5 separate regions of the Mus musculus genome follow, and regions 2, 3, 4 and 5 are each linked to region 1. A link is a contact called in public Hi-C, HiChIP or PLAC-seq and promoter capture Hi-C data. All regions are on one chromosome and are shown on one strand. The core of a region is the stretch at or near the end of the contact, and the rest is flanking DNA. Distances in the headings are between cores, read along the strand shown. Region 1 holds the start of Mthfsd (methenyltetrahydrofolate synthetase domain containing). Region 2 holds the start of Cibar2 (CBY1 interacting BAR domain containing 2). Region 3 holds the start of Gse1 (genetic suppressor element 1, coiled-coil protein). Region 4 overlaps Zcchc14 (zinc finger, CCHC domain containing 14). Region 5 holds the start of Gins2 (GINS complex subunit 2 (Psf2 homolog)).

Region 1 (4,523 bases), core at 1,287-3,786:
AAAGGTCTTTCCACCCCAGTCAGTGGATGGAGAATGTTCAAGAACCTCCTAGGGTCCCCTCTCCCACTGCTCTGGGATTTTCTAAGACTCAGGCCATGAATAGCTGAGAGCTGTACTCAACCTCCCCAGTTTGGACTAGTGTCTCAAAGTGACAAGAAGATGGATTCTGGGACAATAAGATGCACATGGACTGGGCAGAGCCGGGGCACGGTGGGGATCAAGCCACTGCCTGGACATGGCACCTGCTTTACCTTTAGGAGTGACAAAGCCAGGATCACGGTCACTTTGCTTCAGCCAGGACCATCTCCAGGCCCATCGCACCCGCTGAGTCTTTGCCGTCCATCACATTATCACATTCAGGTACTTGACACGCGCGGCCCTTTACCCTCTTCCATTTTTTTCCAGCTACGCCAGTTCAGTGTGGTGGGAACTGCTTGTATCTGCTGCCAGGCCACACTACAGCAGAAGGAGAGGGAATCTGGGCAGGCTAGACGCCATGTTGTTAGGATCTCTTCCTATTTTAATTAAAAAATGTTTTGCATTTATGTGTCCGGGGGAGGGGGACACGCACCAGGTTGACTGTGCTGAGGTCATAGGGCAGCTTCCAGGAGTCAGAAGTCAGCTCTGTCCTTCCAACATGTAGGTCCTGGACTCTGAGGTCTTGCCTCATAATCCAAAATAAATAAATAAATAAATAGATGATTGTTAAAACCCTGCTGGAGAGGTGTCCTCTCCTCTTCCAGGGAAGCATGTTTAATCTAAGAGAGGGTTTCAGGGGACTGGGGGGGGGGGGCAGCCTGGTGTCCATGCAGAAGGTGCTGTGAAAAGTCCAGATCCCAGTCCTTTCTCTGAGGACAATCTGACAGTAATGATAATTCTAGGAATCAGAGGACACCGGACAGGACACTGCTCCATGATTCAGTCAGAGGCATTTGGAGTTAGAAAGGGCTCAGTCAGTAAAATGCTTGCCTTGTCAGAGGCACCCATGTTAAAGTTTAAAAATAAAAATCTGGGTATGTCAGTGTGCACTTGAAAATCTAGCAAAGACAGGCTGATTCCTGGCAGTGGGTCAGAAAACAAGCTGGGTGGCTCTTGAGGGTGTCACCAGCTTCTTCACACCTGCACACATAGGAAGCATGACTCCAAAACACACACACACACACACACACACACACACACACACACACACACGCAAGAACATGCAAGCTGAGGTGCGGTGACACTGGGCTGTACTCCTAGCACATGGGAGTTTGGGAGGTTGAGGCAGGAGGATTGTGAGTTCAAGGTCAGGACAGAGTACAACCCTGTCTCAAAACACCTAAAGGAACAGGAAGAGACAGAAGAAAGGAAGAAATGAGGGAGGAAGAGGAAGAGAAAAAGGAAGCTGGGGTTGGGGAAGGGCAGGAAAGGCAAACATTAGCCAGGCATGGTGGCTCACAACTTCACAGCCCTTGGGAGAAGAGACAAGTGGGTCTGTGGTTTCAAGGCCAGCCAGGGCTGCATAGTCAGACCCTGTCTCAAAAAAAAAAAAAAAAAAAGTGTACTAATCATTTTGGTGATTAGTGGGCAGGAAGGACTGAGTGCTAACAATCTCTAACCAACCGGGGAATCCGTGAAGATGGCACCCATGACGCCACCTTTCTCAGGTACAGGGCAGTTCAGGGAAGCCTTGTCTGTTCAAGGTGCAAAGGCAAAGCTGCAAAACAGACACTAGCTGCCCTTACATCCCCCAATCAGACAATAGCTGCCCTCACATCCCCCAATCAGAGGCTAGGATGTGTGGAGCTGAGTGGCCAGTGCAGACTTGTACATCCTTAGCCCAACAGATGCTCCAAATGCACAGTATGCTGACTACAAGCATTGGGAACACACACACACACACACACACACACACACACACAAAATCGACCAAGCTGTCCCTGACTTACAACCCTCTTCATTTCAGGAGTGCCTTTCCTTTATAAACAGTCTTTATTTTTATGTCTAACCACGTGTTCCTGGTACAATTCATGGTACAGAAAAGAAAGTTGGAAACCCTAGATCCACTCCTATAAACAGGTTTCCTTGTTAACCTTGAATTTCAAGGGATGTTTCTATAGGTACTATACATACTCGCACACACACACACAGAGCTTGTGAAGCTCAAAAGACAACTTTCGGGAGTCATTTTTCTCCTTTTACCCTGTGTGGGTCCTGAGAATCGAACTCAAGTTGTCAGGCTTAGCAACAAGCGCCTTTATCTCGCTGAACCATCTCGTCCGCCCTAGAGTGTTATATGTTCCATACGGTATAAATGTATGCGTGTTGTGTGCGTGTGTGTCTCGGGAAATCCTGGGCATCCGCGTTGCAAGGCAGTTCCAGCGGTGACCTCTGGTCCTCTAATGCGTCGGTGCTACTACTGCAGGGAACCCCAAACCCAGAACGGGAGTCCGCCCACTGCACCAACCGCGCGTGCGCGAACCTTGCGGGTCACTAGCTTCAGTGCGCAGGTGCAGCACGAAGCGCTGGCGTCTGGCGTCACTAGCGCGCGGGGACATGCTACGGGGCGTCGCTCGGTGACGTGTTAGCCATGGAGACCCAGGAGGGTGAGGAAGACCGAGGGTGATGGGGAAACCGAGGCTGGGACGGCGCGGTTGTTCCCGTGGTCCGCATGCGTGGGGGAGGACGCGGCTCGGCCTGGTACGGCTGGGACGCCGAGGCTGGCAGCCGGGAGGGAGGATCAGTCCCATCCTCGCCTTGCTTGGCTGGACAGGTTTTAGCCAGCCAGGCTGGGGAGGTCGCGCAGCGGCGGCGAGCACTCGCCCAGCAGGCACCCGGCCCGCGCTGCAAAGCGTTCTCGACAAGTGCACCGGCCGCGAAAGTAGGGAAGGCAACCATTGCTGGTCAGTGGGGTCTGCTGGTGCAAACGCTGTGATACCAGCAGGAGAGAGAGGGAGGAAGGGAGAGAGAGGAGAGAAGTGAAAGAGGAGAGCGAGCGGGAGAGGAAGGGAGGGAGGTGGAGAAGAGAGGAGGGAGAAAGGCCCAGCAAGCCTATGCGGTGACTCACAAGTCCAGTTCCACGGGAAGGGACCCAGTGCCCTCCCGCACCTGCATGCACACCCCGCCGGTTCGGTTGCTGGCGGTGCACATATACAATAAATACATCTTTGTGCTTTGTTTTGTTTTGTTTTCTTCGAGTCAGGGTTCCTCTGTGTAATCCTGGCTGCCCTAGAATTCACTCTGTATTTCAGGCTGGCCTCAAAATTTAGAGATTTAGAGCGCCTCTGCCTCCCAAGAGCTCGGATTAAAGGCTTGCACCAGCTATAAATATCAAGGAAGACAAATGTACTTTCTATACGCCTGCCTTGTGAGGTTTGTAAGGTCATTTGTAAGATTTAACAGTTTAAAGGACATGTTGGGAGTGTGGCTCAGTGATAGTGTTCTTGCTTAGCACACTTAAAGCCCCAGGTGTGACCCACTGGATCACTAACTAGTTCAAAAGATGACCTTCTAGCCAGACCTGGTGGCACACCCGTAACCTCACTATTTGGGGGCTGAAGGAAGAGCACTTAAAGGTTCAAGCCCCATTTTGATCAGAGAGACACCCTGCCTCAAAAAGGTGTGTAGCTCACTCGTAGAGAGCTTGCCTGGGATGCAGGAACCCCTAGCACTGCCGAGGAAAGACTACAGATTGATTTACAGTTGGTTTCAGTGTGTTCCAGCTTCCTAGCAGAAATGAAGGTGCTTCTCTCAACTGGCCAGGGAGCTCGAGGGAAAACTAATACTTTTGGTTATCTTAAGCTGGTCTGACTCGGTCGCAAATTCCTATGCAAGTGGTGTCACAGTGGCAGGTATAGATGTGCCCACGTGCATTATGGGATTGCTTCTTAGCAGTACGTCACAGTCCTTCCTTCTTGTAGGTGTCTCCAAACAAAGCATACGTGAACGGATTTGGGACTACATGGAATCCCATGATATAGCTGACTTTCCCCGACCCGTTCATCACAGGATCCCCAACTTCAAGGTACAGAAGTGTCCCTGGCATTGTTAGAAAGGGATTAGGCTATTTGTGCCAGTGACATAGCTCCACTGCTTTCTGGTGGGACGGATTTGGGGGGCACAGTGTGCGGAGGCAGAGTCCAGAGGGCCTGGAGGACACGTGGTGTTTGGACGGGTCCTACTCCCTTACCCCTTAGGCCATGGTCTCTGCACTGTGGCAGCTCCTGGTGCTTTTCACGGAGCTGGCCTCCCTCAGCCACTTAAGGGGGGCTTGTGAAGCCCACAGAGGGAAGCCCAGCCTTTAGTACCAGCCCTGGGCCTCAGTGTCCTAACTGTTCAAAACATAAGTCAACCCAACTATTGCTGATAGTTTGCATGGAAAATAGCTTGCCTGAAAGAGGCAGTGTAAGCCAGGTGCTGGCTCAGAGGCACCTGGCAGGTGGAGGCAGGGGGTCAGGAGTTTGAGGTCATTCACAGCTACACTGTGAATTGGAGGCCTGACTGGGCTGCAGAAAACTCTGTCTCAGAGGGGGGGTGGTGTTTGA
Region 2 (4,523 bases), core at 1,339-3,838, 930 kb after region 1:
GCTCCTACTCCAGAGCCTCACAGAGCTTCCCAGAGAGGGACAGTGACTGCCCAGGTCACACAGCACACCCAAGGCCAAAGCCTAACTGAGAGGCACTTGAGCCCTCAGGTTCTGCTCAGAGTCGTCCTGGGTTTTCTGCTTGTGGACCACGGCTGGGAGTTGGCATTGGGTTTTCAACTTGAGTTTTCCCCCTCTTTTTTCCTAGTTGTTTAAGAACGTAGCTGCCAGAGACTGCCTCACAGATACCACAGGGACCCAGGAGCAAGAGGGGGACACCTGGACTGCCATGTGACATGCCCCCGGGACTGGAGGGAAAACTTCCTACAGATATGACAGGATCCCATGTAACACACATGACTGTGAGCATGGCGAATGCCAGATGGTAGCTGGGCTCCTTTCTTGGGTGGGGAGTGACCAGGATGTGTGTCCTTGCCTTCCTGAGATATAAGCTGGGCCTCATGCTATGTGTACCTGACCCACATGGCTCAGCAAGATGTGCATCTATTGTGAGAAGGGAGAGAGAGTGACAGACAGACAGACAGACAGACAGACAGACAGACAGACAGTGACAGAGAGAGAGACAGAGGGAGACAGAGAGAGGCAGAGACAGACACAGATAAAGACAGAGAAACAAGGAGAAACACGGAGACACAGAGAAAGACAGGAAAGGGACTACAGAGAACCAGACAAGGACAGAGAATATGCGCCCTCCAGTGGCCACCCTGGACAATGCGGGTTGGTGACTCTCCAGTCGGCCAACCTCCACTCTGACCCCCATGTCTTAGTTCTGCATAGCCCGAGACAGTTTTCATTTTTTCAAATTCATAAGGTTTCCAAGGATTCCAAGAGAGCCAATGACGAGACCTCGCACAGTCTGTCCTCCACACCTATGCCATACCTGTGTCTCCAGTCTCCTGTGTCCCCTCTGCAATCCCGCCACCCTAAGCAGGAGGACTGGAGTGTGGTCTCTGTCGCCCTCTGGTGGTCACAGGCTATAGTACAGGGCAGACAGGGACGAAGCTGATTAACTGGAATAGCTGGGGTCTGGAGGAAACCGATTCCTTAAGATAGAGAAGACCCCAGACAGACTGAGGCAGGGATGTAGTCGTCCACCACTGGCTATCAGAGGTGGGATTCAGTCACCTCTGCATTCCAGAAGCTGGCCATATTCTTGGGGCATTGGCATCCCTCACCCACAGACAGAAAAGCCACAGTCCGTCAATGGGTACAGGAGGCGGATTCTCTGCAGATTGGAACAGCAGCCTCTGAATGAGCCCCATCTCCCATGCCGGAGTGACTCATCTGCTCAGCCTGTCTGCTGAGACCCCGTTTCCAGTAAGGCGATGCTCTGAGACCCAGGGTGGACATGTACTTTGGGGAGACACTTTTCAATTCAGCTAACACCTCAGAAGGGAGGGATTACGGACCAGGAGACACAGAGCATCATTCAGAGAGAAAAATCACAGGACTGGCACAGCCCCGGTAGGAGTTCAGGGCCATGGCTGCCCCTAAACAGAGGGCACAGTACCGTAAAGGACACACAGAGATTTGTGTTGTCTGGGGAAACCTGTCCCTGCCCCCCAAAAGGGGAGCATAACACATGTGCCACAGAGACCCAGCACTCAGGTGTGCTCTGAGGGCTCGCTGGACAGGGGACCCGGCTCCCAGTGCCCAGCCCACCTATCTCCTCATCCCTGCCGCAGGGGCTCCAGTTCCTATTGGGCGATTGTCTAGGAGACTAGAGAGACCAGGGCTTTGCTTTCAGGCCACACAGCAGAGCTGAGGCGTGGGGTTTGAATCTGAAGCAGCTGACCGTAATGTTTCTGCCTTACTAAGTGTTTAAAACAAATCCCAGCATGATGGAGCTGGGACGCACACAAAAAAACGACCCAGTGTGACAGGCGTCCCGTGGAACTATCAATATCTTGCCTTGGGTTCTCTGCCTCCACCACCAGGCCTGCTTTGCACCTTAAGTGAAAAGGGGAGTGGGGCGGGGCGAGTGGGGCGGGGCGGGGCGGGCGGGGCGGGGCGGGGGCTGTGACCCGCAGACCTCTCAACGTGTTAGTGCTCTGACGCTGGAGTCACCTTCCCCAAGTCTAACAGTGGGAGTCGCATACTCTGGGAAGCCCAGGACTGCCTGATTCGCTAGGCACTCCTCTGAGCTGCTGCCTGTCCCCCCGCACCCCCCCCCCCCGCACTCCTTTGGTTCACCTTCTCCGCTTCCCTTTACCGTCTACTCCCCCCACCCTCAGTGACACTGGCTCCCACGCCCCGCCCACCGGGCCTTCTGCCTTGAGGGTGGAGGAGACTCTACACAGCAGGGTCCAGGGTGAAGTCCCAGGCAAGCTCCCTTCGGGGATCTCCCTGTCCGTTCCTGGTGGTTACAAGCACTTTGAACCCCCAAGAACACCATATTCAAAGGCATGTGGAGGTTCTGTGTCCCACTTCCAATTCATTTCAGAGAGTGGTTAAGCCCCAAGGCAAAGCTGGCCCTCCTCACCCCGCAGGGGAGGCCCTGGTTGCCCAGCAACCAGCTGGGCTCCTCCCAGGGCTTGCCTGGGGATGGCCCGTTGCCTGGCAACCAGGCAGCAGAGTCCCTTGAGCTTAGCCAGACCACACAGCTGGGCCCAGTACTAGCTGCCTTCTCTCTGACTAGGGGACCCCTGGGGCCCTGTCCTTATCCTCCCCAAGATCCTGGCAGCAGGTGCCTCTCTCTGTCCACAATGAACGTCGTCCTCTCCAGGTGAGCAGCCTGCGCTGCTGGGAGGGGTATGCAGGTGGGATCCTCACGTTCTGCCACATCGGGGAGGAGGGCAGGTGAGCCCCCTGCCATCCCTTCTCAAAGTGGAGGGAGGGCTTGAAGCATAGAGGTTACCAGAATGCGATCTGTCGGCCTCACCTGTGCTGCGTGAAGAGCAAGTGTAGCCACTCTCTGGTCTGTTCCCTGCTTTTGCTTGCCCCCTAGGAACCCCTCCAAAAACCCAGGCCCCAGACCTTGACACTGCTCCCTCTAATGGCCCCAGACTCCCTGTCACCTGCCCTCCCTGATTGCCTTTGAGTCTCCCTAGGACTCAGACTTCCAGTGTCCTGGATGCACCCAGAATGCTCTTTAAAAGCTGGCTTCCAGCCTTACCCACGGGGCCTGCTTGCCTGTCTAACTGTGTATGAGTGACAGCCATCCTGGAGTCTGGCCTGCTGTATGCCCTTGGGCGGGATGCTTTGCATCTCTGGGCTTTTGTTTACTTGATTAAAAAAAAAATGTCAATAGCAACCTCTTCTAGGGAAGTGTGAGCGGAGCATTTGCAAACTACAAAGTTGAAGCTCATTAGCAGGCGTGAGACAGTGCTCCTTATGGGGTCTGCCAAGTGGCCACCACTAGAGGCCACAAGAGGGGCTTGGGTTCTAGAGAAGGGAGGGCAGCAAGGGACAGGAAAGACCTGGGGCTGAGGGGAGGGGACTGTGACAGGACGCCTCAGGAGCCTCCTGTACCCTTATGAAGACTGAGCACACAGGTTGTCACTAACGCTGGCTGTGGGCAGGATGCGGGGTGTGGGAGGCGGCATGAGCCCTGGAGGTGTGTCAGAGAAGGCAAGCGTGTGGCATGCGGTGGTCAGTGGTCTGCAAAGAGCTCTGTGGAGGAGCCCAGGGCTGGTGGGAGGGAGAAGGGACCAGGCAGAGGAGTAAGGGTGATAGAGAGCCCAAGTACTCCGCAGGGAGCTTGATGGGGTCGGATGGCATCGTGTAGCATCCAGTGACAGCCATCACAGCTGTCCACAACTCCCTATCAGAGCATCCTTGGTACCAAATGGACTGCAAGATGCAAGACACTGGGAAGGGAGTATAAATTAAGTATAAATTTAATTATGAGTATAAATTAATTATGTATGTGTGTGTCTCTAACACTGTGCACACTGTGCAGAGGACAGAGGAAGACACTGGGTGTCCCCTCGATTGCTCTTGCTTATTTATTGAGACAGGATCTCTCACTGAATCAGGAGCTGGGCTGGCAGATAAAAACTCAGGCATCCTTCTGTCTCAGAGCCCCACAATGCTGGAGTTACAGGTGTATGTGGGGGCCACTCCTGACCTTTTGTCTTGTTTAAGATTGTGTGTGTGTGTGTGTGTGTGTGTGTGTGTGTGTGTGTGTGTGTATTTTGCATTGTTTTGTTTTTTGAGGCAGGGTTTCTTTATGTAGTCCTTAGCTGTCCTAGAACTCTCTGTGTAGACCAGGCTGGTCTCAAAATCCCAGAGATCAGCCTGTCTCTGCCTCACCAGTGCTGGGATTCAAGGCATGCCTGACCACACCCAGTTCATGTTTTTAGATTATCAGTAATGCACTTAGGTATATACAGAGGTGGATTTGTGCACAGGAGTACAAGTGTCCGAGGAGGACATATTGCTCTGAGCTGCAGCTACAGGTGGTTGTGAGTCTGAGAACTGAATTTGGGTGTTTCTACAAAAACAATAGACAGGCTTAACCACTGAGTCATCTCTTCAGCTCCTCCCCCCATTTAACACAGGGG
Region 3 (4,523 bases), core at 533-3,032, 570 kb after region 1:
CCTCTCTGCCTTCCCGGTTCGGAACCTGCCCTAAGGCAGGCACAACAGAGCCCAAAGCCAGGACAGGCCTCCCACCTCCTTTCCGAAGGCGTGGCTGACCCCGGGTCTCTGGCTGGCTGCTCACCAGCGCCCCCTCCCCCCAAGCCTCCTCCGCTCCAGCTGCCAAACCAGGCGACAAAAGCCAACCTTGTACCAAGCCATCAAGGCGCACACACACACACACACACACACACACACACACACACACACACCCCAGGAGGTGGTCAGGCGTGACCCGGTGGCTGTGAGAAGTGTTGAGCAAGCGGCTTCGGCACAGCGAGCCCCATCGAGGGAGGCTGCCAGCAACCCTGTTCCGGTCCACCCGGTGGGGCGTGACACCCAGCATAGCAGATGACACACGCTGCCAGTCGGAGCCTGTGCCCCGGCCCCCCTCACCTGTGGCGGGGCGACTGAGTGGCTGAGTCAGACACAGCCTGCGCCTCAGGTTCCCCGCCTGCGGGTGGGGGCGGCTGTAAACACAGGCTAAGCAACACTTAAGTAGCCAAGCTTAAGTAACACGGACGCCCAGGGAAGGCTGCTCGCCAGGGGGGCCTTGTCTTCCTCGGGAAGAGGGGGTAAACCAGTCTCAGACTGAGACACTGCCAAGCGGCCAGCCAAGACCTCCTGCCTCTTTGTCCCCCAGTGCTGGGAATCGGCTTAGGCCCGATGCTCCCTCCTAGAGCGAGGCTGCGCCTTTTGTTCCGGTCCTCTTTACAAAAGGATCTTGTATTTTGGTTTGTTTTTTTCCCCCCTTCCATTTGGTGGTCTCGCTTGTTTTCAAACCCCAACCTGTGTGGGCCCCAACCGCGACAGATAAGGCACCGCAGGGGTCTAGTAAGGGTTTAGAGTGCTTTAAATGCATGGAAGACAAAGGCTGGTTTGCACCAAACCGACCCAACTCGAGCTGGCACCCCCACCACGGGTGGCAGGTGCGCGGGGGCGCCCCTTGCTCGCTCCCGGCTCCGATGCCCAGACCTGCGGCCCCAAGCCTGCTCCTCGCAGTCCTATTCGGCCCCCGCCACCTCCCGGCGCTCGGAGAGGCGGGCAGCGGGGAGGGCAGCCCAGCTCCCGCTCCGCCTCCAAGAAGGGAATTTAATTAGCCTGCCGGAGAGGCGGCGGGCGACGAGGTGTCTCTGGTGCTGCAATATAATTGAATCGGCTCCACTCGGGCGGGCCACTCGCCGTCAGCGCGGCCGCGGGGGGCGGGGAGGCGCATCCAGGCGGAGCGGGAAGGGCTGGGCGGGGGGTTCGGAGGCCCCTTGGACTGCCACCCCAGGTAAAGCACCCCCCCCCCCATCCAACCACCTGCCTGGGCGCCCCCGCCCCATCCAAAGTTTTGCTACAACCCCGAGCCCCGGAGCCGCCCCCGCGCACTTCCCCGCGCACTTCCGCGGCAGCAGAGCCGGCTGAGCCCAGCGCGCGCGCGCGCAGCCGCGAGTGTGGCTTCAGGTCGGCCGCGCGCCCCGCGCTTCTCGTCCCTCACACCCGCGGGACCTGGCACCGGCCGTTGGCGCCCCTCCCGAGCCCACAAACTTGGGGAGAGGAAGAACGAGGGAACCCCCGCCACCATCCCCCACCCGCGCGCTCACCTTTCATGCCAGGGCCCCGCTGCTCCACCGCTCCTGACACATGCCGGAGCCACCGTCGCCCGGGTTTGTCTGAACTGCTTATCTCACCCGGGGCTGTGCGGCGGCGGCTCCGCCGCTCGGGGAGGTGGAGCTTCCGGGGCCTGGGCCAAGAAACACCTGCTGCTGTCGCCGCTGAGGACACACCCAAGCGCAACGCCGCCCACTCCCCGGCCCCGGCTCGCTCCCGGCGCCCTGACCTCAGCCGGCGGGAGGTGTCGGGTTTCAGCCGCAAGCGCACGCGCGCGCACCGACAGACCGCCCGGAGCACCCAGCGCGGTCACAACCCGCCGGGTAGGTGCCGCCCCCCGCGCTCCTGGCGACCCTGGCTGTCCGGACAGTCCAGGGGGATCTCTCAGAGGCCTCGCGGGCCACTCATCTCCAAGAGTAGGGAGGAGTGGCTTACAACACGCCTGCCATATCCGAGCCTCATAGCCGCCTCCCCAAGCGCCTGGAACAGTGCCTGGCACCTGGCCACCCACTAAGAGAGGGGAGGGATAGGCCTTTCCTTGTGCTGAGTGGAGGGGACCACACAATATAGGCCGTTGGCCTCTCTCGATCTCCAAGATGCCTGATCTATTACCACAACTTTAAAGGACTTAATGTTAAGAGCTCGGGCCACGAGCCTCTGTCCCAAAGTTTTGCAAAGTCTCCATCTCGCTTTAAGGAATTTTTGAGAAGGCCAAACGGCGGGGGCTCTAGTTCTTTAAAGAGCCCATGTTCGAGAAGTCCACGGAGGCGCCGCTGCGCCAGGGGCATCATTAAGTAGCTGGGGTTGCGGTCAGAGGCGAGGCCGCCGCCTCCAGAAACTGGCACAACCCACCGCGCCACCGGCCCCAGCGCACCGCCTTCCCACTCTTGGCACCCCCACCCACCCTACCTCACCCAGGCACTTCACGGGGATGACTCAGGGAGCGTCCTGAAATTCCTCGGCACCCACAGGCGGCGCGGAGAGGGACTGTGGGCCCCAGCGTCCCCGCCCACAACGCGACCGATCCCTAGAAACACCCCCTTCCCGCCACCCGGGAAGCGCGAGGTTACAGCGCGAGCCAGGCAGCCGGGGACCCTCGGCCGGACCCAGCGCGCAGAGAGCAGCCATCGAGGTGGCAAGGTCGTCGCGAGGTCCCGGGGTCTCCCCCGCCCGGCCTTTCTACACAGCTCTCTTAATGATCCTCCACTTTCAGACTTTCAAGCCCGGAGGCCACCGCACCGGGGGGGTTGGGGGGGGAACCTCAGCGCCGCTGCGGGTCTCAACTTTCCACCGCGGTGCCAGCCCCAAACCTGCCCCGGGACATGCCCGCGCAGTGCTCCGCAGGCGCGCGCTGCCTCCCCCGCCTTCCTCCCTCCCGCGCCAGCCGGGACAGCGCCGGGAGCGAGCGCGGGCGCCAGCACCCCCCGTCCATCTGTTCCCGATGACGCCGGCGGCGGGCAGCGCTCGGGGCCCGCGCCAGCAGAAGCCGCCGATGCCGCGGGGCGGGGGCGCACGCCGGGCCAGTCTTGCACAAGCCCCTGGCCGACCACAAACGACAAGGGAAACGGGCGGGCGAGGGAGGGCGGAGTTGCTGCTCCTACCTGCGGCCACCGGGTCCCTGGCCCCACACACGCGCTGCGCGGCCTTTGGTCCACGCGTTAGTTCGCGTCGCCCGGGGCAGCGTGGCCTCCGCAAGTTTACGACGCTGGAGACCAGGAGGATGCGCCGGGCTCCCCAGGAGTGGGGGCGGGGAGAGGCGCCTTTACCCGTCGGGAATCGCACGCGGGAGGGGGGAGGGGGGACAGGGAGGTGTCAGGAGAAACAACTGGCCTCGAGCCGTAAAAACAAAATGAAAAACCTCCCGGGCTGGTCCAACCCCTTTCCCACCTGGATTACTGGCTTGGGGGGGTGGGGAGGGGACAACATGTAAATGAGCAGCTCGCACCTGGCCGCGCTGCCTGCGGGCCAGGTTCCCCAGGTAACAACACCAGGCTCTTCCTCCAAATCTTGTCGCACCTTTCTCCCTAGGGTATCTAGAAGGCCAAGTTCAGTCACCTGTTTGGTGAGAACTAGGCAGGCCATCCTATAAATTTGTGGGTGACCACTATGAGCTACCACCTGTTTTGCTTTTTTTTTTTTTTTTAAGAAGCTGGCTGCTCTCCCCCACCCCACCCCAATACAAGGCAGCTCCGCTGAAACCGTACCCCCAACCGGGGTTTCAAATGAGGTACCTGCCCAGAAAGTAGTCAAGGTTGCAAGCCTGCAGGTGAGCCAGGCATCCTCCCCCAGCTTCTCAAACCAGGAGTCTGGTCTCCATCCAGCCCCAGACTGTCCAAGGTAGCAAGAGGGTGACAGACACCCACGATGGCCACAGGGGGACAGCAGTGAGCCAGCTATGTGCACTCAGGCCAGAAAAGGCTGGCAGTCACCAGGAGATGGATGGTCCTCACTGTCCCTACACCCTGCCCCAGGAAATCAGTAATCCTGAGCAGGGCCTTTGAGTTTAAGGGTGGGAATTGCTCTCTAGCCGCCATGTGGCTGGCCCCTTGTTAACGAGATGTACCCTGTATGGATGGACTGCTAATTCCCGACTCCGAGGCTAAAAGCTAACCTCCCTCTAGTTGCCGCCCCCTCCTCCTTTTTCTCCTCCCCCTCCTCCTCGCAGCTGCTGGCTCCCACCCCACCAGCAAGCTATACAAGCCTTTGCTCTCTGGGTCCTTTCCCTCAGTTCCATTTGTTTAGGGAAGTTGGCTGAAAGAGGATTTGAAACATCAAGTGCTAGGGACGGTCCTGGAAGGTGAGCAGAACCTCTTAGCTCAGGATGCTTGCCCGTCTAGGACACAGGAGCACCCAACTTTCCTTGCTAGGGTTCTGCCACGCTGGGCCAC
Region 4 (4,523 bases), core at 1,007-3,506, 520 kb before region 1:
CACCCTGTGAGGCCGTGTTCTCTGCCCACTCTCTTTTCTCCCCATCTTCCCTGCCTCCTCTTCCTCCTGTTTATTTTGAAACAGGGTCTTGTTACGTAGCCCAGGCTGACCTAGAACATGTGACTCTCCTGCCTCAGCCTCCTTGACTGCTAGGATCCTAGATGTGTGCCCCTGTGCCCACTCATCCCTCAACTCCGGTGGCTGCCATGTTTCAGTTTTCCTTCCCATCTGAGCATGTGGTCCTGGACAAAATGTTGGGAGCTGTGCTTGAGTTTTATTTGTAATGTGGGGACGATTTGGTCTGTTATGTGGGCTGATGGCGGCTCCTACTCCAGCAGCTCACTACCATCCCCTGTTGGAGCAATGGTGCTGGGCTGCAGGAAGCCCAGGTTTCCTCTGGTCAGCTTCCTGTGGCAGTCTGTATCTGGAGGGCTGTACTTCCAGAAATCTAATTGTAAAGAGCATGTGCTCTTTGACAGTGGTGTCTAGGCCAGGCGTGGTGGCGCCCGCCTTTAATCCCAGCACTTGGGAGGCAGAGGCAGGCAGATTTCTGAGTTCGAGGCCAGCCTGGTCTACAGAGTGAGTTCCAGGACAGCCAGGGCTACACAGAGAAACCCTGTCTCAAATAAATAAATAAATAAATAAATAAATAAATAAATAAATAAAGCAAGCAAGCCCTGTCTCAAATAAATAAATAAATAAATAAATAGATAGGTAGAGAGAAAGAAAGAGGTGTCTAAAATTTAAATTTCTAAAGATTATATTCCTGATGATGAATATTAAAGTGAGTTTACAGCAGCTTTCAGGAAGCCCGTGTGAGGTTTTCCACAGGACAGACAATCTGAGGAAAACCTTTTCAACATTGTCCTTATCCAAGGATAATGGATAATTAGCTGTCGGGATGGGACCAACATTGGCCATGAAACCACATGACCCCCATGACTTACCTGGAAGGGATACATGTCCATTTGGGCTGATTGTCCACATGGCCTGGGGTTTCTGCTCATGTCCCTCCTTATAGGGCAGGCCTTTGGTCTGACCCAGGCATAATCCTTTATTTTGAAATGTCACAGTATCAGAAATGCAGAATTTTAGGGTCTACCTTAGACCTGAGTCATGGTCCTGGGATCAAGTATAGGCCTTGCATGTTCTAGGTGAGGCTCTTGAGTGCACTGGGGATACTCTGCCCCTTTTTACTTGTTGAGACAGGCTGTAACTAAGTCACCAAGACTGGTCTTGCACTTAGTCTCTATCTTGAACTGGCCCTGAGCCAGCCATCCTCTTGTAGTCTCCTGATTATCTGAAGCTACATGCCTGTGCCCCGAGGTGAGACCTAAAGGTCTTCACATACTAGGCCTGGACACACCACTCTTATCTACATACCTAGAAGGCGTGCATCAAGACCTGGGCTCTGCTGCTTGGGACCAGGCACCTAAACTGCACTCCAGCAAGGCACTCCTGAACGGGCAGCGGCACTGGAGGTCACATGAGCTTTCCTGTGGCCCTCAGGAGGGAGGAGGATGTCCTGGTCTTGGAGCAGGTGCTGAGCATCAGATCTGCCTGTAGCCATGGCCTGTTGGCACCCAAGCAGAGCAGCTGAGATCCTAGTGATGCCAGCCGGGCAAGATGGGGAGTACAGAGCACCACCTGAAAATCAGTGCCACTGGGGCCATAGGAACTCAGGCTGTAGCTGAATGTCCTACAGATGCCTGCCTAGTGTCTAAATGGAAGGCATTGTTGTGTTAGCAGCGGATCCCTCAATGAACAACAGCCCATAGAGATGAGGCACTGAATGTGTGTCTGCTGGGCTGCGGTGAGGAGTAGGGCTAAGTAAATGGGCTGAGGTGCCTGCCTGGGCTGGTGGTTTTAGCCATGATGATGAAAGGGCAGTTAGCCAGGCAGCAGAACCTCTGACCATTCCGTGAGAGTAAAGGAAGGTGCTTTGCTCGGAGAGGATTTGAACTAACAGGAAGATCTGGGGAAGGGGGTACCTTGGCTTAGTCTCCAGGCCTTGCACAGGATGGGAGGGGGACATGTGCACATGGGGCCATTGAAACTCTGAAGTGAGTCAGAGAGCATCTGAGTCAAACTGCCGGCCGGTCATGTGGATAAATTAACCTCACCAAAAATAACCTAAAACAGCGTTTCTGAGACTTGCAGTTGAAGACAGCGTCCAGTGTAAACAGAAGAGCAAGAGGTGAGAGGAGGAAGGCCAGCCAGCCAGACGGCAGACTGACAGGCGCGCTTGGCCTGGAGTCATCACTTTTAAAGCATTTTTTCCCTGCCTGTGTTTTCATCAGGCTGCTCACAGCTTTGCCCTGACCTAGACCTGGCCAGTTGCTGGCCTGGGGACAGCAGCCTCAGCTCTGGGCTGACTCTACATGGACACAGGAAGTGCTTCCTGTTGTTGTCCCCAGGGGGCATGCTGATGCTTTGTGAAGTGGTCCTGATCTCAGCCTGGGTCTCAGTAGCGGGTCCCACACCAGGACAAGCCCCTGTTGTCGCACACCCCTACCCTGTCTTCATCTGTAGGCTTGGGGTAGGGAGCTGGGTTTGCTTGTGGCTCTCTGGTGATAGGGGTGCTGGTCTCCTGTGACTGTCAGCACACCCCTGGCCTCCTCTTGGAACCAGGATGTAGGGTCAGGAGCTGTGGGAGTCAAGCAACCATGATGGGCTGTTGCTGGCTCATGGCCATGTACTGAAAAGCTGTACCTGAGCTGCTCACACAGTGGGATATGAAACTTGTCTCCTGAAAAGGGTGTGTCTTGTCTGCAGCTGTGTCACCCAGGCTGGTTTGGAATTCAAGGCCCTTCCGTTCTGACTTCCAGGTGCCAGGGATCATGGGCATATGTGAAATAGTAGCTTTATAAACTTAAGTGCTCTCTGATGTCTTCTTTAACTTTATTTAGTATCATGTGTGCACATGGTGTGGGTACATCTCTGTCCTAACAGTATGCATGTGGGAGGCAGAAGGCAGCCCTGGGGAGGAGGTCCTCCTATCTTCTTACTTCGTTTTCAGGGATTGAACTCAGAGTTGTAAGTCAAATGTCTTTATTCACTGAGCCATTTTGCCCAGCCCTCTTTACTGACTTCTTTCCCTCCTTGCTTGCCTACCCGCCCGCCTTCCTGAGACGGAATTTCATACAGCCCAGCTTGGCATTGAACTTACTATATAACCAAGGGGAACTCTGAATCTTGATCTCTCTGTCTCTACCTCCTGGGTGCTAGGATTGCAGGTTTGCTCCACCCTGCCTCTGTTTTATGGAGTGTTGGGCATCAGACCTAGGATGTCGTGTGTGCTCGGTAAGCACTGCCAACACTCCCAGGCCCAACTTAAACTTCCTGGTAACTTCTTGGTGAAGCTGGCCATCGTGAGCTGCCTTTGTAAAGTGAGTGAGCGAGCGACTGGGATTTCTTTTCTTGAGTTTAGTTGGAGTTCACAGAGACAGACTGGCGGGTGGCACGTTGCTCATAGGCATCTGTGGTGCTCCACGGAACACCGGGATGCAGAGTGAGCCTTTTGTGGTGGTGGTGGTGTTGTTGTTGTCGTCGTCAGGATAGGGTCTCTTTATATAGCCCTGCCTGGCCTGGAACTCACAAAGGAGGTCAGACTGGCCTCTGTTTCCCAAGTACTGAGATTAAAGGCATACCCTCCATGCCTGGTCAAGAGTAAGCCTTCTTGACCCAGTTTAGCTAGGTTTCTTTTTTTCTTTTTTTTTTCTCTCCAAGACAGGGTTTCTCTGTGTAGTCCTGGCTGTCCTGGAACTCACTCTGTAGACCAGGCTGGCCTCGAACTCAGAAATCCACCTGCCTCTGCCTCCCGATTGCTGGGATCAAAGGCGTGCGCCACCACTGCCTGGCTTTAGCTAGATTTCTACTGAGTGGCTCTGACATTGGGCGGCAGCCTGTGCCTTCATTAGTCACGTACCTCAATCTACCTCAGCCGCAGGCCTCTGGGCCTGCCATCTGTCACCGCTAGGCAGGTGACAGTGGGAAACCCTGGGCAAAGGGCTAGGAGTTGAGGGGCAGTGTATCCCAGCTGCCCACTGCTTGGGTTCAAGGCTCTGGCTCAGGAGAAACTGCTAGCTCCCCAGCCTAGTGCCCCGTGGCACACACAGCAGCCGCTCAGTCGTGGAACCTATACACCTTTGCCAAGATTTCAAACCTTGAGCCTTTTCCTCACATTAGAAAATTTGAGATCTTAAAACTGAATGAAAGCATTGCTATTTTTAAATTTTACATCTAGTCTATTTGTGCTGTGAAATTTTTCCAATACTGAAGGTGGGGGTCGGGGGGTGACTGAGGATACTGCAGTCCCTCTCCTTCCCCAGGGCCAGTCAGCTGACCAGGGCGTGTGGGCCCAGTTCCATGTGTACACAGGAGACTCATCAACTTACACCCAGAAGAGACGGGATGCTCTGTCCCAGTCCAGCTGTGGTGTCCCACAATGTGTGCCCAGGGTCCCTGTCTATGGATAATGAAGTTTTGAGTGTCAGTTCTCTTCCTGTGTATAAGCTTTGATG
Region 5 (4,523 bases), core at 633-3,132, 520 kb after region 1:
CCTCCTCCAACAAGGCCACACCTCCTAATCCTTCCCAAACAGTTCCACCAACTGGGGACCAAGCATTCAAATCTAAGAACCTGTGGGGGCCATTCTCATTTAAACCACTATAGCAGGGCTGTGTACATGGGGGGGGGGGGTGTACTGGCTAGTTTTGTGTCAACTTGACACAATTGGAGTTATCACAGAGAAAGGAGCTTCACTTGAGGAAATGCCTCCATGAGATCCAACTGTAAGGCATTTTCTCAATTAGTAATCAAGGGGGAAAGGCCCCTTGTGGGTGGGACCATCTCTGGGCTGGTAATCTTGGGTTCTATAAGAGAGCAGGCTGAGCAAGCCAGGGGAGGCAAGCCAGTAAGGAACATCCCTTCATGGCCTCTGCATCAGCTCCTGCTTCCTGACCTGCTTGAGTTCCAGTCCTGACTTCCTTGGTGATGAACAGCAGCATGGAAGTGTAAGCCGAATAAACCCTTTCCTCCCCAACTTGCTTCTTGGCCATGATGTTTGTGCAGGAATAGAAACCCTGACTAAGACAGGGGGTAACCCCTCTATTAGAGTACGCCCCTATCCTTGCATATCTTTATTTTTGAGATAGGAAATGCTGAGTGACTCAGGCTGTCCCTAGCTGGTGATCCTTCTTGCTTCCACCTATGGAATACTAAGATTACACCTCACCTCAGCGCCCAGTGGTGAGGGTTTCACACTCAGATCCAGCCCCTCTTGTCCTTACCAGTTGTAGGTGACCTATTCCTCCCCAGGAGCTACCCTGGTCTGCTGGCACCCTGCCAGAGTCACCCTGATTATAATGCCTATTAATAGTTCAGCTGTCCTCACAAGACTCCTGATTCAAAATGCCCCTGTGGGGCCATATTAATGCAAGGACTCTAGGGCTGTTGGCTTACCAAGGCACTCTGTACAGAAGGCTTGAGGGCATCAGGCTCCAGGGTATAGCTCAGTGGAAGAGGCTGTGCTTATCATTTTTGAGGACCGGGGTTCCATCTTCACAATTGCAATAACAACAATAATAAAAGAATGATAATACGTGTGCAAACTTGTCCCTGTAGTCTCACCTGAGGTTTGGTTTGCCAAAGTTCTGATTCTGGGCTCTGTCTCGAAGGATCTGCATGGAGCAGATAGGGGAGGCGCATTTTCATTGCTTTTAAACCATCTGTAGAAAGGGCAAAGACTAAAATTAAAGGGAAAACACTTCCTTCGATATGGCGTCTGTGTGGACCAGCCAGCCATGTCCGGGGACCCGGAGCTGACTTTGAGATGAATGCGTTTATTCCTGGATCTGTGTTTCGCGCAGGTGAAAACTCGGCTCCAAACCTTTACCCTCAAAGAGTGGAATCAGGCGAGGGACTCAGCCTGCTGCAGGACGCAAAGGAGCAAGAAGCCATAAGTACACAGCCTCCAGCTCGTGGACAGAAGGGGGCGGGCGCAGGAGGGGCGAGGCCGAACGAAGGAGGGGCGGGAGCAAGAGGCGGGGCTGTACAGACCCGACCCAAACGAGGTAGGTGCGGGGCCGTGAGCGTGGTAGGCGGGCAAGAGGCGGAGTCGAGGCAGACCCGGAGACCAATGAAAAAAAGCGGACGGGCCAGAGGCGGGGCCTAGAGAGGGTAGTGACGTAGTAGGGCGGGGCCGTCAGGGCTGTAACTCGCTGGATCAGGATTCAGGAAGCGTGGAGCCCAAGTACTGGAAAGGGCATCGGTAGGCCTTAGAGGGGCGGGGCCGGCGTACAGCTCCGCCTACAGACCAATCCGCGAGTTTGTACTAGCTGTGACTTGGAGGCTGCGAAGAGAGCAACGTCTCTATAGGGCCGCCGCAGGACGTCTTCCGTTCGAGGGGCGGGCCCCGCGCGGTGGCGGGAAAGAAGTGCCTGAGGCGCTGCCTCTGAGTCGCGGAGGGGCGGTAACGGGCCTGGGCCGCCTACTCTTCAACATGGATGCGGCCGAGGTGGAGTTTTTGGCCGAAAAGGAGTTGGTGACTATCATCCCGAACTTCAGTCTGGACAAGATCTACCTGATCGGGGTGAGCCAGGGCGGTACGGGGCGGCGGCCTGGGATCATGCTCGGGTCACCGCTCCTTTCCACCTGGGGTCTGCGTTGTCCTTGCAGGGGGACCTGGGGCCCTTCAACCCCGGCTTACCCGTGGACGTGCCCCTGTGGCTGGCCATTAACCTGAAACAGAGACAGAAGTGCCGCCTGTTACCTCCGGAATGGATGGATGTGGGTGAGCATTCCCGGGCCCGGGTGGGCGGGCTTGTACGGGGAGGGGGCTGTAGTGATGGCGCACGCCTGTAGTCCCAGCACTCTTTAGAGGCGGTAGAGGCAGGAAGATCTCTGAGTTTGAAGCCAGCTTGGTCCACAGAGGGAGGTGCAGGACAAACAGCCAGGACTACACAGTGAAACCCTGTCTGGGGGTGGGGTGGTGTCCTAGTCAGGGTTTCTATTCCTGCACAAACATCATGACCAACAAGCAAGTTGGGGAGGAAACGGTTTATTTGGCTTACACTTCCATCACCAAGGAAGTCAGGACTGGAACTCAAGCAGGTCAGGAAGCAGGAGCTGATGCAGAGGCCATGGAGGGATGTTCTTGACTGGCTTGCCTCCCCTGGTTTGCTCAGCCTGCTCTCTTATAGAACCCAGGATTATCAGCCCAGAGATGGCACCACCCACAAGGGGCCTTTCCCCCTTGATCACTAATTGAGAAAATGCCTTACAGCTGGATCTCATGGAGGCATGTCCTCAAGGGAGGCTCCTTTCTCTGTGATAACTCCAGCTGTGTCAAGTTGACACAAAACTAGCCAGTACAGGTAGGGATTGGGGAACAGAGATGCAACCTTAAACAAGTTTTGTTTTTGTTTGTCTTTTTTTGTTTCTCTGTGTAGCCCTGGCTGTCCTGGAACTCACTCTGTAGACCAGGCTGGCCTCGAACTCAGAAATCCGCCTGCCTCTGCCTCCCAAGTGCTGGGATTAAAGGCGTGCGCCACCACTGTCTGGTGACTCTGATAGTCTTGAAACTGGGACCCCAGTTTCTGTGCCTTGAGGGGCATCTTTAGCACCCCTGTCCCCCAAAGCCTGAGTCCATTTCCCAGTGTCTGCTGGCCAGGGTTGGGGAGCAGGGGAACAGACTTCTATTGCCTTTGCTACATGGAGAGGAGCAGTCAGGAGTGCAGGAGGCCTCTCTGTCCTGGGATCTGAGGTCAACAGAATGCTGTCGTGTGCCATGCGGCTCTGTCTTCTGGAAATGTGTGGTTTGCAGTTGGCCTGTGGTCACGTGGCCATCACCTTGTTATCCTAGGTTTTCTCTTGCATGAGTATTCTGCATCTACTTACCCATCCTGTGAATGGGTATTTAGGTTACTGCCCATTTTGAAATATTTTTTTTTATTTTTGTACGTAAGGGTGTTGTATGTATGTATGCATGTACGCCACTTGGCGCACAGTGCCTTCAAAGGCCAGAAGAGGCTCTCTGGATCCCCTGGAACTGGGGTTACAGGTAGGTAGTTGCTGCCACATGAGTGCTGGGACCCAAATCCAGGCCCTCTGACAGAGATACAATTACTCTTAACGGCTGAGCCATCTCTCCAGCCCCGTTTCCCAGTCTTAAAAGTCATTATTGTGTCCGTGTGTCTGCACATGTGCCGTGTGTGGCGCAGGGGTGAGCAGAGGACAGCGTGTTAAAGAGTGGGGTTCTGGCCTTCCACAGTGTCTAGCTTCATCAGGCTTGGTGACAGTCACCTTTATCTATGGAGCCATCTCCCCAGTCCCCAGGTCACGTCTCATTTTGTACCGTTGTGTGAGCCTTTCTGTAGATCGGTGTTTCCCTTTGGTTGGTTGAGACGGGGCCTCATGCAGCCCAGGCTGCTGCCTGCTTGCTGCGTAGCTGACACAGGGCTTCACCTGATGACCCTCCTGCCTCCACTAGCCCTCTTGCTGGGTGACAGGTGTCTGCGCTCTGCCTCCTGGCTTGGTTTTCCTTAGGATAACCAACAGATACCTCCTGTTGGGGACCTGTTGGGCTAGAGGACAGATGATTCTTAAGTTATAAGCGGCTGCCAGACAGTCCTGCTGAGTGTTGAAAGGTCCGAATCCCACAGAACTGTCGAGGAGGTCACATTGTCCCACATCCTGGCCAGAGGTTTGGCCTTGCCGGTGGAGGGGCCTCACCTACGGAGCTCTGGACCCCGGCGCTGACAGGTCGTGGAGAATTGGCTTCAGGCATGAGTAGAAGGCAGGCAGCTAGGTCAGAAGAAAGTCCATAGGTAGTGGTGACAGCTCTTCCTGAGACATGTCTGTAAAGCTTTGATATGAATGCCCCCCACATTGTTTGTATGCCACATACACATGCTTATTGGCCACGGGCAATACCAGCACCTGGTCAAATTGTAAGATTAAAAATGTTTTCTCAGCCGGGCGTGGTGGCGCATGCCTTTAATCCCAGCACTCGGGAAGCAGAGGCAGGCGGATTTCTGAGTTCGAGGCCAGCCTGGTCTATAGAGTGAGTTCCAGGACAGCCAG

Evidence for each region. Promoter capture Hi-C pulls out the DNA fragments that hold promoters and counts their contacts. Hi-C and Micro-C count contacts between places; a contact is called where the count stands out from the background. HiChIP or PLAC-seq counts read pairs in DNA pulled down with a chosen protein or histone mark.
Region 2: an H3K4me3 HiChIP or PLAC-seq map of forebrain shows a contact between it and region 1, with 5 times the contacts expected there. The contact joins the promoter of Cibar2 here to the promoter of Mthfsd in region 1. A contact is called at or near these places in 1 of 39 promoter capture datasets (pre-B cells), 6 of 484 Hi-C or Micro-C datasets (the G1E-ER4 cell line, cortical neurons and embryonic stem cells) and 2 of 115 datasets of contacts at active chromatin or transcription factors (embryonic stem cells and forebrain).
Region 3: a Hi-C map of CD4 T cells shows a contact between it and region 1, with 2.7 times the contacts expected there. The contact joins the promoter of Gse1 here to the promoter of Mthfsd in region 1.
Region 4: a promoter capture Hi-C map of neural stem cells shows a contact between it and region 1. The contact joins the enhancer-like site here to the promoter of Mthfsd in region 1. A contact is called at or near these places in 4 of 39 promoter capture datasets (the 3T3-L1 cell line, cranial neural crest, hippocampal neurons and 1 more), 1 of 15 datasets of contacts at CTCF or cohesin (the NIH/3T3 cell line), 6 of 115 datasets of contacts at active chromatin or transcription factors (craniofacial prominence, embryonic limb bud, forebrain and 3 more) and 3 of 9 other capture datasets (adipose tissue, embryonic stem cells and liver).
Region 5: a contact with region 1 is called in a Hi-C map of CD8 T cells, with 2.8 times the contacts expected there. The contact joins the promoter of Gins2 here to the promoter of Mthfsd in region 1. A contact is called at or near these places in 1 of 39 promoter capture datasets (pre-B cells) and 3 of 484 Hi-C or Micro-C datasets (CD4 T cells, CD8 T cells and the N1E-115 cell line).

What each region holds. Positions count from the first base shown.
Region 1 is chr8:121,106,350-121,110,872 of GRCm38.p6, reverse strand. It overlaps Mthfsd (methenyltetrahydrofolate synthetase domain containing), which reads left to right and starts at 2,536. Exons shown (of 9, transcript NM_001372381.1): 1 at 2,536-2,585; 2 at 3,900-4,003. The coding sequence starts at 2,570.
Region 2 is chr8:120,175,534-120,180,056 of GRCm38.p6, reverse strand. It overlaps Cibar2 (CBY1 interacting BAR domain containing 2), which reads left to right and starts at 2,588. Exons shown (of 9, transcript NM_001033980.2): 1 at 2,588-2,743. The coding sequence starts at 2,724.
Region 3 is chr8:120,534,668-120,539,190 of GRCm38.p6, reverse strand. It overlaps Gse1 (genetic suppressor element 1, coiled-coil protein), which reads right to left and starts at 1,782. Exons shown (of 16, transcript NM_001145896.1): 1 at 1,629-1,782. The coding sequence starts at 1,635. It overlaps 1700016A09Rik (RIKEN cDNA 1700016A09 gene), which reads left to right and starts at 1,465. Exons shown (of 1, transcript NR_151732.1): 1 at 1,465-2,299. It overlaps Mir7687 (microRNA 7687), which reads right to left and starts at 495; the gene lies at 437-495.
Region 4 is chr8:121,629,649-121,634,171 of GRCm38.p6, reverse strand. All of the region lies in intron 1 of Zcchc14 (zinc finger, CCHC domain containing 14), which reads left to right. Among named protein-coding and RNA genes, the nearest start is that of Zcchc14, 20 kb to the left of the region's middle. Within about 2 kb of position 2,256, at least 94 of the 459 cell types and tissues checked have an H3K27ac peak or open chromatin away from gene starts, as enhancers often do. A contact at or near this core is called in the NIH/3T3 cell line, adipose tissue, liver and 2 more, where this site is marked.
Region 5 is chr8:120,586,434-120,590,956 of GRCm38.p6, reverse strand. Gins2 (GINS complex subunit 2 (Psf2 homolog)) reads left to right here and starts at 1,882. Exons shown (of 5, transcript NM_178856.1): 1 at 1,882-2,031; 2 at 2,118-2,232. The coding sequence starts at 1,942. Gm10614 (a long non-coding RNA gene) reads right to left here and starts at 1,780. Exons shown (of 4, transcript XR_003947476.1): 1 at 903-1,780.